2 separate regions of the Ovis aries genome follow, and region 2 is linked to region 1. Evidence: chromatin contacts called from public Hi-C data. All regions are on one chromosome and are shown on one strand. The core of a region is the stretch at or near the end of the contact, and the rest is flanking DNA. Distances in the headings are between cores, read along the strand shown.

Region 1 (5,464 bases), core at 1,839-4,338:
TAAAGCTTTGACTCAAGAAGTGCAAAGTAAATATTTGATCTCCTCTTATTGTTTTTGGTTTAGAAGAAGTAATGGTTCTTGATACAAAGGTAAGGAAGAGGCTGAGAGCTTCTGGACATTAATACCCCAGTCTAGGGAATAAGCTGCATGTTTCTCTTTCTCTCCAGGGCAGGGAAGAGACTGCACGGTCACTTATCACATCTAGACACTTTGTCCATTGTCCTGGCATCATCAACGTTTGTCCAGGCTGCTTTGAGGGGACGTTATAGACTCACTGGTGGGTCAGTGCTTTTCCAGGGTTAGAGTCTAAAATTTAAGGCATCCTTCTGCTCAGGCTGCCGTAACAGTGGTTTAAACCACAGACACATTTCTCACTGTTCTGGAGCCTGAAAGTCCAAGATCAAGGTGCTGGCAGAGTTGGTCTCTGCTGAAGCTCTTTCTGGCTTGCGGATGACTGTCTTCTGGCTGTGTTCTCTCATGGCCTCACACACACACACACACAAAGACAGAGACAGAGAGACCTCGGGTATCTCTTCCTTTTCTTAAAAGGTCACCAGTCTTACTGGATTAGGTCCCCACTCTCATGACCTCGTTTAACCTTCCTAAAGGCCCTATCTCCAGACATAGTCACATTAGGGTTTGGGTTTCAACATACGAATTTGGGGAAGACATAATTCAGTCCCTAACATTTCTTATATGCCAGACACTAGGTTAAGCAGGAGGCTATGTATATCTGTGAAGATATGTATATCTATCAAGTATAAACTCTGCTCAAGGAGGGCACATATTTATAATTCGTGCACTAATTATAAGATCATACTAGGTATGGGGGATGCAGAAAAAGTCCATTCAGTTTGAACAAGTTAGGAAGTCTTCTCAGAGGAACCTGGGTTTCAGAGAGGAGAGGAGCTCTTGGGGGTTGGGGTGGGGAGGTGTGCTAGGCAGAGGGGAGGCATGTAGAAAAGCCAGCAGGTGACTGATTCTTTCATGCAGTCCTCATAGTCACAAAATAGGGCCATTTAGCAAATATAGCACTCTGGCTGAGTGGAGCCATGGGTATGTGTTTGGAGGAAGTAGAAAGACCCCAGGAAGGTCATCAAGGTGACATCAAAAAATGTGTTGCTCTATGGGGTACTGTGTGAAGGAACTTGAACTGGGTCATGTAGTAGGAATTGGACATCCTTTAAAGGACTTTTTATTTTATTTATTTTTAATTGGAATGTAATTGTATTACGATATGTTTGTTTCTACAGTACATTGAGGTGAATCAGCTATGTGTGTGTGTGTATATATATATACATATACCCCCTCCCTCTTGAGCCTTGCTCCTGCCCTCCCCATCTCTCCCCTCTAGGTCATCACAGAGCACGGAGCTGAGCCCCCTGTGCTATATAGTAGCTTCCCACTAGCTAAGGGTTTTAAGAGCAGATTGGAACTTTGAAATTTCACTGGGGAAGCAATCTGGAGGAAAAGCATGTGTGAGATGGGAGGCTGGGGATATTGGGAGGCTACTGCTACAGGGTGATGACAGAGCCCAAAGGCCAGCTGTGGTAGAACCGGAGGGATGGGGGCAGGGAGAGCCATCAAGGCATCATGGAGAACTGAGTCCCATGTGGGCATGGGGAAAATCTAGGCCAGATCCCAGATTCTGGTTTCGTGACTGGTGGATCCATTGTCAAGAGCAGAGCCTACACAACCTAAGAACGGGAGAGAAGGAAGACTTGTGGGGAACAGAGTGGATAAAGTTCACACAGGTGAATTTTTGGGCTTGGAAGACACTGTCTCTCTAAATCCTGTGGCAAAAATAAAAAAACAAACAAACAAACAAAAAACAACAACAACAACAACAAAAAAAAATCCTGTGGCAGGTGATCCCCGCCCCCCCCCCCCCCACCCCGCTGCCAGCTGGCTTCAGAGCCTAGGGATGACCAAACTCTAAAGTGTTGTGACTTCAGAGCATCTTTGGAGGAAGTTATTGGTTCGTGTGCTCAGTTGCTAAATTATGTACGAGACTCTTTGCAACCCCATGGACTGTAGCCTGCCAGGCTCCTCTGTCCACGGGATTATCCCAACGAAGAATACTGGAGGGGGTTGCCATTTCCTTCTCCAGGAGATCTTCCCAACCCAGGGATGGAAGCGGAGTCTCCTGCACTGGCAGGTAAATTCTTTACCCCTGAGCCACCGGGGAAGTCCCAACTGGTTTACCAAAACCCATAATTGATATGACTTTTTTGTGTGATCATGACCCAAGCTGTTTTGGTCAGAAAGGTTTGCCCATAAATAAGTGCTTATTCATCTGCGGCCAAGAAAATTAAAATCTTTTGATCTAAAAGCCATTACCTGTTGTCTTTATTGTTTGTTACCCTGAAACAGATACCTCCCCCAACTTTTTATTTTTTTTAACCTGCTGTGATTCAGGTAGATTGTAATCTAAGAGTCTTAGGGTTGGTCAGAAAAGCAATTCGCTCTAAGAGAGCTGAGAAAAATGAAAACTTGAGAGGAAAAAAGAAAAGAGGCAAAACAAACCTTTTTCTCCTTTCCTATAAATTTAAATACCCTTTCATGAATGAGGAGGAGGAGTCTGAACAAATTACCCGGTCTCTGGATTTCAGGCCCTGGTTGGCCAGTAAATTTGTACAGTTACAAAACAAATCTGATTCCCTGTCCCTTTGAGTTTTCTCTGGAGACGTGTTGGCAGGACTTTAACGGGGAAGCTTGAATCCAGACAGCAGCAGCCAAACACTCCACAGTGCTTGTGCTTGCGGGGGTGGTGGTAGTGGTGGCGGGCTGTGTGTGTGTAATTTAATTTCCCATTTCCCTCATCTGGTGATACTCAGTTTTTTGTTCCAATACAGTATTCTCTCTCCTTCGAGAGTTCCCAAAGCGAACCAAACTAAAACCACAGAAGGAAAACCTCCGGAACCAAACCCGCTGACTTTTTCCCGGTATAGCCCTAGTGGGCCCCGGTCCGGAGCGCGGAGCTCCAGCCAGCGCGGCGGGGCGTGTCCGAGGGCGTGGCCTCGGCAACCTCGCCCCGCCCCCGCCCCGCCCCGCCGCTTAATTCGGAAGCTCCGGGCCGCGGGGTGTGAAAGAGCCGCCCAGCGCCGGACGGGTAGCAGCCGCCGTCAGAACCGCCGCCCGGGCCGCTCTCAGCTGTTGGGCCGCTGGGTGCCGCCGCGGCCGCCCGGAGCGAGCGCCGGGGAGGGAGCCGCGCGCCTTTGTGCGCGCGCCGAGGTGGGTTCGCCTCCAGCACTTACTTTGCACACAAAGACTGGGAGCTGAGGGGAGGCGGGGTGCCCGCCAGGGCTACGGCGCGGCCGCCCACCTTGCTCTGACCCCCGGCGCGAGGCTTTCCCGGGGTGGGAAGGGCCGCCAGGCTTCCCCTCCCGGCGGCTGGCGCTGGGGTGGGGGTCCTGGCGTGCGGGGGTTGGGGGGTTACGGTGCGCAGGGCGGTGGGCTTGCGGGGAGCCCCGGCCACCCCGCGCGGTGCAGGGGACAGGTCCGGGGTGCGGGGTCGGGGCGTGGCAGGGCCCGCGTGCGAGGAGTCCCCAGTGCCCGGGGGTGCAGGGGATACGGGGGGCGCCGCCAGGGAGGCGAGCCTGGGCGGCCGCTCCGCTCGGCTTATTGTTGCTTCCTCGGCCCTGAAAATGGAGAGACCCTGCTTGGAGGGATGCGCTGCCCACCGGCTGCGCCGCGCGCGGCCAGATGCCGAGCCCGGGGCGCCCGGCTCGCCCCTCGCAGCCCTGGCCGCCGCGGAGCCTCTGCCTGGACAAACAAAGGAGGGGCCGCGGGGGGTGAGGGGGGGTGTTGCGCCGCTGGTTGAAGGGTGATCGGGGCACTGTTTCCCAAACAGCCTGCAAGTAACTTTTCCATTTCTGTCTCCTCTCCGCTCCGCTCTTACTGCTCCAGTGAACCCAGTATGTTGGGTGGCGTCTGTACCCAAGGAGTCCTAAAATTTTGATTCTCATAACTCCTTCCCCGAGCATCTTCGGGTCCTCTCTGGAATAGCGTGGATGCCTCTGGCCAAGTTTTGACGAGCTTTATAGGGAATGGTAACAGTCAGTCCTTCTGAAATATGAAGAGGAATCCCATAGAGGATAAATGGCAGATCTTCTCTGTAGTAAGATACCATAGCCTGCCTTTTGCGGGAAGACTTGAGTCAGTGACAGTAGAGCAAAGTTCTTTGATGAGAATGAGTGTGATATTCAAGACGAATATAGAAAATTGGAATAAGGCCTGTTAGGCTTTATATTTTTAACTTGCCAACAGGTACTTAGTTTCTGTTCGGACCGTGTCCCCCTTTCATCACGTTGGAGATTTCAGCTGTACAAATTGCTTTAAGTTGAGATAGTATCTGAGGTGCATGTCTAGAGATTTCTTAATGCTAGTAGTTTCCAGTTTAAAGCTTTTAGGTGTAAAATTATATATGTTTATTAACAAATTGAAAAGAAACATAGGGAAAAAAGAGTCACTCGTACCCAACCACCCAGACATACCCTAGAATAAAGGCTTGTTTGCTTCATTTATGGCTTGGCAGCCCTGGTGTGAAGTGTGTGTGTGTGTGTGTGTGTGTGTGTGTGTGTGTAGATGAATGTGAATGAATGAAGGAGTTACTGATTATTAATCTTGACCACTGCCATTGGTCTAAAATATGATCTCTAATAACCTTAGTCTACAATAGTGTTTTGCCAACAAATTGTTTGAAATATATTTCCTTATAGCCTTGCAAATAACCACCTGTGCAGAAGGGGGAGGGAAGAAGTAGGAAAAAACAATGCAAGTTCCACTGAAATAGGAAAGAATGGACTGATGAAAGTGTTTAATGTACTCTGTTCCTTGGATTTCAGGAGTAGCTTTGGGTTGACTTTTTTAAAAAATAAAAGCAACCTTTCATTTTAAAAAATGTTAAAAAAATAAAATTGTGTTCTAAGATCCATGAAAAATTGTAACAGAAAAGAACTCGTTGTAGAATCAGGAATAGTTATGGTTTTGTAGCTGGTGACATGCTTGCTTCTAAAAGACCTTACATTGGGAAAGTAAAACAAGAAGGATTTTCCTGTGAGTGTAGAGAGTAGTTTTTAAGTGCCTGTGTTCTGGGAAAAAACAAACAAAAAACGCGTTCAACCACACATTTGGCCGCTGAATGTTTTTGTCATTATATACTTTTATTTTCCACTTGTAAAATTTTCCCACATTTAATTTCTCCAGTATGAAAATTTTAAAAGAGGTCTTGGAATTGACTGTTCAGAAGTGCTTGATTGATGATTAGGATGATGCAATGTTTTTTGAAGTTAGAAAAATTTACGAGAAGGAAGTTGTGGTTACGTGCTGTCAGGTGCAGTCTGTGTTCCTGTTTCTAACGTGGGGCTCGTTACTCTGCATATGTGTTTGGGGGGTTTACAATGCAGTACAGTTGACTCTCCAAACCCCTGAGTTTCACATCCCCATGGTCAACCAATCAAGT
Region 2 (5,439 bases), core at 194-2,693, 83 kb before region 1:
GCAGAGAGGAGCCTGTGAACAGAGTGCTCGAGCTGGGACGCTTGCCCGCGAAGCTGGGGCTTGAGGGTTCTGCCATTCCTCGCCATGAACAGGCACCATGCCCTCCACTGCCTGGTCAGCATTTGTATCCTTTCTTTCTCATAAGCTTGGTATCTCTTCCACAAGCTGTGATTCACTGACCCAGGATCTCTTTTTTAAAAATCCAATAGGTATGAATATTTCACTATTTTGATCGAGTGGGAGCAGGGAGCCATGTTTATGTTAAAAGTAAAGTGATCTTAGCAGAATGAGGAACGAAAAAGAAAAGGAGAATAAATACTTGGGTCCTCCTACTTACAGCCCTAATATGGCTCCCTAATCTAGCCCAGCCGCGGTGGTCACAGAGGGGAGGGGAGCGCTTGTGAGGCCAAGGTTGCCTGAGTAGCAGTAGTGGTCCATGAGGAGCACGGTCCTAGGATGGCGGAACTTTCCCCTGCGTAGGGACGGGTTCACCTCTCTTCAGTCTTGGCGACACTCTGCTGGTGACCATCATCTCTTTGGTCCCAGTGACTTGGAGCCGAGTAGAAATCTCTGAAGGTACCTGGAAACACAAGCTCTCTGAGCTGCCAAGTGGGATGAGCACTTAACCCAAAGGGCCAGTCTCTCCGTGTGTCACGAGGTGACTGTGACAGAGTCAGGGCTAGACTGTTTAAAATCAGTTTTACTCTCTTTTACTGTGGTTAAATAAACAGAACCTGAAATTTACCATTTAAACTATTCTTATGTGGACAGTTTGGTGACAGTAAGTAATTACACTCCCGTGGTTTCTGCAACCTTACCCACCAACCACACAGAACTTTTTCTTCATCCTAAACTGAAATGCTATACCCATGAAACGCTTACTCTCTATTTCCCCCTCCCCCACCCCTGGCAACCACCATTCTACTTTCTCTCTGTACTGGACTGACTACTCTAGGCACCGCATATAAATATAATTGTGCACTATTTGCCCTTCTGTGTCGGGTTTATGGCACTTGGCGTTATGTCTTCAAGGTTCACCCATGTTGTAGCATCCATCAGAATTTCATTCCTTCTAAAGGTTGACTGAAATTCCACTGTATGGCTGTATCACGTTTTGTTTATCCATTCATACACTAATGGACATAAAGCAATTGAATAACGCTGCTAGTGAAAATGGGTGTATAAATACTTATTCAAGTCCCTGCCTCAGTTTTTCCTGCTGTGTACCTAGGAGTGGAATTGCTGGGTCCTTTGGTAATTGTATGGGCTCCTCAGGTAGCTCCTCTCTGCAATGCCAGAGATCCAGGTTTGATCCCTGGGTCAGGAAGATCCCCTGGAGGAGAGCATGGCAGTCCATTCCAGTATTCTTGCCTGGAGAATCCCAAAGACAGAGGAGCCTGGTGGACTATAGTCCACAGGGTCACAAAGAGTTGGACATGACTGAAGTGATTGAGCAAGCGTGCGCACAGGCGCACACACGCACACACACATTACACACAGAGTAATTCTACGTTTAGCTTTTTGAGTAACCACCATAATGTTTTCCGTAGCAGCTGCACCATTTTACATGAGCGCCAGCAATGCACAAGGGTTCCAATTTCTTTACATCCATACCAACACTTGTTTTTCTGTTTGCTTTTTGATAATGCCCACTCCAATAGGTATGAAGTGGTATCTCATTGTGGTTTGATGCGCATTTTCCTAATGATTAACTATGTTCCCTGGTGGCTCAGACAGTAAACAATCTGCGTGTAGTGTGGGAGGCCTGGATTTGATCCCTGGGTTGGGAAGATCCCCTGCAGGAGGGCATGGCAACCCACTCCAGTATTCTTGCCTGGAGAATCCCATGGACAGAGGAGCCTGGTGGCTAGGGTCCCTGGAGTCACAAAGAGTCAGACACAACTGAGCAACTACGCACACACACACAATGATGTTGAATATCTTTTCATGCGCTGATTGGCCATTTGTCTATCTGTTTTGGAGAGATGTCTATATATGTTCTTTGCCTGTTTTGAATTGGGTTGTTTTTGTTGTTGCTGAGTTGCAGGAGTTCTTTATTTACTCTGGATATTAATCTCTTATCAGACATATAGGATAAATATTTTCTCCCATTCTGTGGGCTGTATTCTGTTTTGATTCCACCTATGTCCAGTTTAATTTTTAACTACCCAACTTGTGTTCCCTCTGTTTTTTTCCTAGTTTTGTCAGGGACGTATCTCTGGACCTTTCTGTGGCTGGGCTATAACCTCTCAACATAGAATAAACAGTAGGAAATCATTTTCTAGGAGTCCACTAGGAGTCTCCTATGACTTTGAGCACCTTGTCAGCTACCAGTTCAAATCTGTTCCTTTTTCTTTGAATGATTCATTTATTACATTTATTTTGCATGGCAATTTATCCAAACTTTTACTGTTAGCCTCTTAGAACAGTTAGACATTTAGAACAAATAAAGGGATTGGATTTTTCCTCCAAAGCCACAAAATCTCTAAGATCTGATGAAGGAAGGATGGGATTCAACTATTTAACCTTCTTTGAGGATGTACACACAGGCCACATGGATGTGTGCTCTTCGAGCAGAGAAAGATTGCTCCTACTGTCTAAAAGATGGGAATCATGAGGGCTGCTTTTCTCAAAACTAGAGAAAATGCACAGGGTTTACTTAGCACTAGCTGAGATGATAACCCAGATTTTTTCCCCCGAGTGTTTTAACATTTTCTCTCTCCTTTCCTCTCTCCCTTAAAAAAAACTTTGTTTTAAAACCATCATAACTGATTCTCTGCTCAGTCATTTCAGTTGCTACTGCACTTGGAAATAAACCAGAAATTGTAGTCTACAATGCTCCCTTGACCATAAATGGCAAACTTGAAAAAATAAAAAAACAAACAAAAAAAACCTCCCCAAACAATGAGGCAGTGCTTCTGGAAAAGGGAGATTTTAAGACCAAACTTGACATTGAGCCCTGCTGTGGGTGTGAAAACTGGAAGCATTTCCTTGCTGATTGCTAAAGCAGGGTCAGTGATTACACTTCATCATGACTCAAGGAAGACTTGGAGATGGGTCAGAGTGTCACATTTTAAAGGCAAATTTTTGTTTTGTGGTTTGTTCAAGCCCAGAAAGATCTAACCTGACTCTGCTATGGGAGAGCTGGTTTTGCAGCTGTGATGCACCAAACGCATGGTGTCACACACCAAAGTTAATAAAATATTATCTTTCATTATTTTAAAAGATAATAATTTGATTATTTAGTCAAAGACTTTATGAAAAGTATTAACACCATTACAACCAAAGGTTAACTCTATCACACATAGCCTACGAAAATATCAGGCATAAGACAGCTCTTTAGAAATATACATACACACTATATTGTCTACATACACAAATAAACCATGTATTTCTCTTTGTTCCTTAAAAGTATTTCATTAGATATACATTCAGTTCAGTTCAGTTCAGTCACTTTGTCGTGTCCCACTCTTTTCGACCCCATGAATCGCAGCACGCCAGGCCTCCCTGTCCATCACCAACTCCCGGAGTTCACTCAGACTCACGTCCATCGAGTCAGTGATGCCATCCAGCCATCTCATCCTCTGTCGTCCCCTTCTCCTTCTGTCCCCAATCCCTCCCAGTATCAAAGTCTTTTCCAATGAGTCATCTCTTTGCATGAGGTGGCCAAAGTGTTGGAGTTTCAGCTTTAGCATCATTCCTTCCAGGACTGATCTCCTTCAGAATGGACTGGTTGGATCTCCTTGCAGTCCAAGGGACTCTCAAGAGTCTTCTCCAACACCACAGTTCAAAAGCATCAATTCTTCGGTGCTCAGCTTTCTTCATACTCCAACTCTCACATACATACATGACCACTGGAAAAACCATAGCCTTGACTAGACGGACCTTTGTTGGCAAAGTAATGTCTTTGCTTTTCAATATGCTGACTAAGTTGGTCATAACTTTCCTTCCAAGGAGTAAGCGTCTTTTAATTTCATGGCTGCAGTCACCATCTGCAGTGATTTTGGAGCCCCAAAAAACCAAGTCTGACACTGTTTCCCCATCTATTTGCCATGAAGTGATGAGACCAGATGCCATGATCTTAGTTTTCTGAATGTTGAGCTTTAAGCCAACTTTTTCACTCTCCACTTTCACTTTCTCAAGAGGCTTTTTAGTTCCTCTTCACTTTCTGCCATAAGGATGGTGTCATCTGCATATCTGAGGTTATTGCTATTTCTTCTGGCAATCTTGATTCCATCTTGTGCTTCTTCCAGTCCAGCGCTTCTCATGATATACTCTGCATATAAGTTAAATAAGCAGGGGGACAATATACAGCCTTGACGTACTCCTTTTCCTATTTGGAACCAGTCTGTTGTTCCATGTCCAGTTCTAACTGTTGCTTCCTGACCTGCATATAGGTTTCTCAAGAGGCAGGTCGGGTGGTCTGGTATTCCCATCTCTTTTAGAATTTTCCACAGTTTATTGTGATCCACACAGTCAAAGGCTTTGACATAGTCAATAAAGCAGAAATAGATGTTTTCCTGGAACTCTCTTGCTTTTTCCATGATCCAGCGGATGTTGGCAATTTGATCTCTGGTTCCTCTGCCTTTTCTAAAACCAGCTTGAACATCTGGAAGTTCATGGTTCATGTATTGCTAAAGCCTGGCTTGGAGAATTTTGAGCATTACCTTACCAACATATGAGATGAGTGCAATTGTGTAGTAGTTTGAGTATTCTTTGGCATTACCTTTCTTTCCAGTCCTGTGGCCACTGCTGTGTTTTCCAAATTTGCTGGCATGTTGAGTGCAGCACTTTCACAGCATCATCTTTTAGGATTTGAAAGAGCTCAACTGGAATTCCATCACCTCCACTAGCTTTGTTCGTAGTGATGCTTTCTAAGGCCCACTTGACTTCACATTCCAGGATGTCTGGTTCTAGGTGAGTGATCACACCATCGTGATTATCTTGGTCATGAAGATATACATTACCATGCGTAAAATAGATAGCTAGTGGGAAGCAACTGTATACCACAGGGAGCTCAGCCTGGCACTCTGTGATGAACTAGTGGGGTAGGATTTGGGGGTCAGATGGGGGCATGGGAGGGAGGCTCAAGAGGGAGAGGATATACGTATACATATAGCTGATTCACATTGTTGTACAGCAGAAACCAACACAACTGTTGTAAAACAATTATCCTCCCATTTAAAAAAAGATATTTCATTAAATGCCCTTGTTTGTGGGACAAATTATCACAACTCCTGTATTCCCTCATCAGTGTATTCCCTATTCTTCAGCTGAAAAGAAGACAGAATTTTTATTTCTGCAATATTTTTTCCCCCAGTGGGGTGCTATTGCCAGCAGGAGGAAATCAGACCTCCAAAGATGTGGAGACCTCCATAGCTAGTGCTGTGACAATTGTCTTAATTATCTTGTTTGCTAAGAAGTAGTTCAGAAAGGAGC

Evidence for each region. Hi-C and Micro-C count contacts between places; a contact is called where the count stands out from the background.
Region 2: a contact with region 1 is called in a Hi-C map of liver, with 3 times the contacts expected there. The contact joins the enhancer-like site here to the promoter of FAM107B in region 1. A contact is called at or near these places in 2 of 16 Hi-C or Micro-C datasets (liver and mixed tissues).

The regions. Positions count from the first base shown.
Region 1 is chr13:28,636,421-28,641,884 of ARS-UI_Ramb_v3.0, reverse strand. It overlaps FAM107B (family with sequence similarity 107 member B), which reads left to right and starts at 3,088. Exons shown (of 5, transcript XM_042230569.1): 1 at 3,088-3,234.
Region 2 is chr13:28,717,790-28,723,228 of ARS-UI_Ramb_v3.0, reverse strand. No RefSeq gene overlaps it. Among named protein-coding and RNA genes, the nearest start is that of TRNAC-ACA, 6.7 kb to the left of the region's middle. Within about 2 kb of position 1,443, at least 1 of the 54 cell types and tissues checked has an H3K27ac peak or open chromatin away from gene starts, as enhancers often do. A contact at or near this core is called in liver, where this site is marked.